2 separate regions of the Gasterosteus aculeatus genome follow, and region 2 is linked to region 1. The links are chromatin contacts, called in public Hi-C maps. All regions are on one chromosome and are shown on one strand. Each heading gives the region's core, a stretch centred on a gene start, on an enhancer-like site or on the middle of the called end of the contact. The rest is flanking DNA. Distances are from core to core; before and after follow the strand shown. Region 1 overlaps nrp2a (neuropilin 2a). Region 2 has its middle 16 kb from the start of nrp2a.

Evidence for each region. A called contact is a pair of places that touch in the nucleus more often than the background predicts.
Region 2: a Hi-C map of skeletal muscle shows a contact between it and region 1, with 4 times the contacts expected there. The contact joins two enhancer-like sites.

The regions. Positions count from the first base shown.
Region 1 is chr1:23,941,363-23,944,062 of fGasAcu3.hap1.1, forward strand. nrp2a (neuropilin 2a) reads right to left here. Exons shown (of 18, transcript XM_078091359.1): 8 at 2,520-2,700; 9 at 2,044-2,223; 10 at 1,798-1,942. Among protein-coding and RNA genes, the nearest start is that of abcb6a, 28 kb to the left of the region's middle. Within about 2 kb of position 1,324, at least 5 of the 9 cell types and tissues checked have open chromatin away from gene starts, as enhancers often do.
Region 2 is chr1:23,988,403-23,991,102 of fGasAcu3.hap1.1, forward strand. No RefSeq gene overlaps it. Among protein-coding and RNA genes, the nearest start is that of nrp2a, 16 kb to the left of the region's middle. Within about 2 kb of position 1,324, at least 1 of the 9 cell types and tissues checked has open chromatin away from gene starts, as enhancers often do.

The sequences.
Region 1 (2,700 bases), core at 74-2,573:
AAAGAAAATAACTACTGAGAAGCTGAGACCCCTGAGATGTGCATATGTGACCTACAACTCAGTGCTCCTGACTCAAAGGACCCATCCAAAAAAAGGAGATATGATACATATATATTTTTACAGATGTCTCTAAAATTTCCTTCCCGAGCTGATACATTTAGATTTTTTTCAAGCCTGAAAAATCATTCACTTTGAATGCTGTGAATGTGTGTGCGCGAGAGCGATAGCTGTGCGTCACCATGGGGAAACCAACAGCATATGAGGAACGGGGGAGGATGCGAAGAGAGGAGACGTGGTAACAAAGGAAAATGAACAAGAAACATTTACAGACCCACGCACTGGGCCTCGGGGTGGGAAAAGAAACAACAGCAACCATGTGTAGGAAATCGGGAGGAAGGCCAGCCTTACTGTGGTAGCTGCTGCTATTTAATTTGCTTATTTTACACCGAGCAAGATTTGGGATAAAGAAAAAAAAAAAGAAGAGTTCTCACTTTATATAAATGAGAGCAAATTCAACAGGGAGCAGAAAAAGTAAGATGTGAATAGTGTGAGTTTTAAAGGAAGTGAATGATTTGTAGGTTGTCAGCAGTAGTTCACTATTCCTGCTGAGTTTCGGAGGCCTGTGAACAATGTGTGACCCTCAGCAGCAGTTTTCTTTTACGTGTTTCCCCTCAAATCCCCCACGCCATCTGATAAAAATCACCCCTATGCAAAAAGTGGTAATCCCTTGCCGTGGGGGTTTGTGTTTCCGTTGTTCACTTTCCACCTTTCAGTGCAGAGCAAAATTAAACACTACTTCATGCGCATGTGAATTCAAGCAGATTTGTGCTCCATCATGACCAGACGGATTATTTTCTACATCTTTTCAGAGCCTGATATCCACACGAGTTGCAATAATGATAATGTGCTCTTCTCTAAATTGCTGTGGAACCTTTGACTGCTTATGACACAAAATCAATTTAATACTCACGACTCTTATATCACCCACATAAGCAAGCGAGATCGAGAAGCGAGAAGATCGTCTATCTCTTCACAGTTAATTCCAGTGAAATCACACTAAATCTACTGGTACCGTGAAACACTACCCCTTTTGTCCACAGGGACCGCCAAAGTCAAAGCAAAGTTCCTGGTAGTGGCCTGAATAATTAATCTCTCTTTGACTACAGAGTAGTGCACTTTATCAGCGCACACACACACGTGCTGACATACAAATCACCTCAACGACGGATCATTTGCATTTATAGTTATGTGATTACTGTACAGCGGTTTGTGTGTGTGTGTGTGTGTGTGATTGTCAGGAGAGCAAATGTGTTTCTGTGTATGCTGAACATGTTGTGCTGTACAGATATACAGTCATCCTTTTCAGGCACAGAGGGAGTTGCAAGGACTCCATGTGATACCCGATCGGCTGAATATGTGTGTGTGTTTCTCAGCTCCTACCTCACATCTGGAGAACAGACCACACTGGAAAGTGAACAAACCAAATGATCCCCCCTCTCTCTCTCTCTCGCTCGCTCTCTGGGGGCGCATTCCTTCAAGCCGAACCCTGTCCACTCCCTGTCGATGCGGGCACTCCAGGTGAGACAATCTCTCAAAACTTTTTTGGATCGATCTGTGCACCTTCTGCAGTCTCTTCACTTCTGGCAGACTCCTATGACTCTCATGCATATCCCAATGCGGTTCCCTCGCTTTTACACCTTCCTCAAGGTCCAATGAGTTCAGTCAATTACAGCGGGGGCCCGACGTTCCCATATATGAAATGATTCCCTGCCACCCACGCAGCGGGGAAGGTCCTACCTGGAATGTCACAGCCAAGTATCTCGACTCTCATCCCGATCCCTGCTGGAGACCACCGCTCCGGATACAGCCTGATATACTGGGACACTATCTCGTCAAAATGCCGCAGCTCTGGGGTGTCGAAGTGTGTGTTCCCCTCGAAAATCTGTCACAAAGGAATACACAAGCGACAACGTCGTCATGGTGATTCGTCCGCAACGTGGTGGAGGGTCATTTGCAAACGCGTCACTCTCTTCCTCCACCCACCTTTGGCAGGCTGGTCTTGAAGTCCATGATGAAGTTCCACTCCTTCCCGTTCAGGCTGTGGGCCACTTTGTACTTCCTGACAAACGCCCGGTTATCCGTGGTCGCCCCGCTTCCCGCGTCTCCTCCCCTCGCTCCCTGGGTGATCACGCCGCGCACCGTCGTAGGCACGCCGAGGTCCACCTGCGGAGATCAGATTCAGATAAACGCGCGGTGGACCAATGTGCTTTACACAAAACAACGCATGCTCTATTGCAGCCGGGCTTCTTGTTTCAGCAGGCTCGCCTTTGGCATTCGGAGTACTACTTATTGAAACAACATGACATTTTCACTGTGTAAATGATAACAATTGACTAACTTTAACCCTCCAAAATAACTGACACAACAGCAAGACTGTTGTCTAGCAAATCTGGCACCAAACATGATCCAATGGCACCGGAAAAGAGAACTGCAACGACACAAAAACAACCCCTCCTTACTTGGAGCCACTCCTCTCCAGCCAGAGGCTGCGCGGCAGCTGGGAACCAGCCCGAGCGACTGGCCACCAGGCGGGCGGTCCCCGGGTTCCACACCATGTCCCTGGTGGAGGAGGCGGAGATCTGGGCGTCGAGGAGAAGGCCGGACAGCAGGCCCTGCAGGTCCGAACACGGAGCATCTGGA
Region 2 (2,700 bases), core at 74-2,573, 47 kb after region 1:
CTGTCAAAGAGCAATTACGGAGACAATGTCATCAATGTGGTTCCGGACGGCTCATTTTTGTATCAGAGGAGGCCGTGATGTTTCACAAGTTGATTAATGTGTTTTCAGCACGGAGCGTACGGCGCACAAAAACACGCACAAAAACACATCTGAAATCACGCGCGGGTGGAGACAAGATGGATGCGAGGCAGTAAATGGCTCTTAATTGATGCTCTACACCCTTTGTTTCATTATTTACAGGCTCGCCTCATTATTCTAACATTTGCAACTCTAAGTACTCCGCAGAGCTTTTTCCACGCTGGAAGCAAATAAAAACTGGAAGCAGAATAGCAAAACGCCGGACTTCCCCTCTGTGGGAAGACGGGGATCTTGGCGCGTGGGAAGCTGAAGTGGGTTTGGATTATTTTGTGACAGAAATCGGGAAGCATCACAGAATGTGAGGACAGTCGGTCTTAATGTTGAAAAAGTGTGTGCTCGCTGTGTGTGTGTGTGTGTGAGCGCACCAACACTCACCTCGAGCTGGTTTTAATATTTCCCACTGCGGCCGTGCGACCGAGCAAGCTGACGCCATCATTTTCCCGAAACTCCGTTTTCATCATGGCCACTGTGGTGTTTTCAGATCTACATCCAGGAAAAGAAAAGCAACAAGAGGCCGAAACGGAGATAAATGTGTGTTCTTATTTAGCCAGCTTTACGACCTTGAACGGTGTTCAGACACAGCCATTCTCCGTACCATTCCTTCTCGAAAGGGAAAGGTGTTAATATGTCTCATGGTGCTAATAATAACCTGTAATCTGCTTTACTTTGCTGCCAGCAGTCATCTAATATGAGACGGGGTAGATTTTTCCAAATGATGTAAATGTCGCTGTGAAAGGGAAAACCTTTAAAAAATGTAATTAAATTAAAGTGCTCCATTTGTACTGTACGCGTGACCACATCTGGGTGTGAGTGAGATCACATTATTCAGCAGGGACTCTGTGTGTGTGTGTGTGTGTGTGTGTGTGTGTGTGAGCGACATGTCAGGAATAAATTAGAGCAAAGTCCTGTGCCAGACTCGCCAATATGGGGCCGAATCTTGATCTAATCCGCAGAGTTAGTGGCCTTAAATAGATTATGCTTCTGTACTGGGGTCCAGTCACTGGGGAGGCCGGACATATAGTCCGTGTATGTGTGTGTGTGTGTGTGTGTGTGTGTGTGTGTGTGTGCACGTACAGGAGTAGACAGCTGAAACCAAGCCAGAGGCCGGACGGCACGCCCGCAGCATGAGCGGCCAACTTTCCACAGTAACCGACACCCCCCCCTCCCCCGACGCTCTCGCTCCCCTGAGCGCTGGGACTTTAGCGCCGCTCGGCTAACGTGAGCTGACACCGCGGATCCGAGGGGAGGAAGGCCCGGGTGCGACCCCAGGAAGATGGAACCTGAGATCGCCGCCGCCGATAGGCAGATGGAAACCAAACAAGTGTGAGAAATACCAAAAGCATGTAAATCAAACGTGGGCGAAAAATAGCCAGAGCAGAAGAAACGCCCGGCGTGATCCAAATTGCGGGCGCATTAGTTGTAGCTTGTCAATCACGGCCTCCCCCCCCCCAAAATCCCCCAGACGCAGGCGGAGCAAGTGAGGCGCGGTTGAACCGATACACACCGACGAGTCAATTACAGGCTGGCCAGTCAGAATGTCACGGCCCCGCGGACACTAAACCGCCGGCTTAACCTCCTCACGCCGCGTCAATATGCCTCGCTGGAGGGGGGAGAGGGGGGGGGGGGGTCTTCAGACCATGCAATCGAGGCAACACAACGTTGGTCTGACCTCATGGCGGCGGGGGCTGTCCAGCGATCGCTCGCTGTTCGGTATCCGAGGTTCACCACTTACCTCACTCCTCAGTGGACGCGGTTGCCGCGAGGAGGCGGGCACGCACGCACGCACGCACGCACGCCGTCACCAGGAAGCAATTAAAACTTCCCCCCGTAATAGTCCCACTGCGACGGAACCTGACCGGCCGCCAACCTCCGGGCCTGAAGAGGGAGGCCGAGGTTGCAAAAATAAGTCTTTGAGAAAAATGGCCCTACTTGTCAGCTGATATAAGATTGATACATGACCTCGCTTCCATCCGGCACAATGGTAGGAACGGGTTGTTTGGCCTGGGTCTTACAATTTGTACCCTTTGATAGATGGTTTTTAAGTTCAATTGACAATTAGTTTGTAGCGCGTGTGGTGGCGACTCAACGACATGGAAGCCGGAGCTCATCTGCCCTTTTGGAGAATCGTCCAATAACATTGTTTTGTTTGCCATGCGGCTTGAATACTAAGAGTCCTGCAGCGGCAAGCGGAAAAGGAAGTGTGAGGCTGAAGGGGTATCACGGTGCCCCCCCTAACAGCTGCTTGAAAGCATGCGACAAGCAGGCCAATAGGGAAACCAGAAAGGGGAGGGGGGCACATTATCTGTGCTGGAGATGAATCTCTAAACACGGCCAGTCATCACTACGAGATGAATGGGACAGCTGCCGGATGAGGGGCGTTTGTGGCACCCCCCCCCCCCGGAGGACCTTCGGGACAGTTGCATCATCACAAGAGTCGCTGGCTCATCGAGTCGAACACAACTAACCTAAAGTGATTTATAGAGAAGTGGTTCCACTGCACCAGATCCGACCCGTCACGTGTTCGTTGTCCGTGTTTGGAGGAACGCCTCCCATGTTTCACGC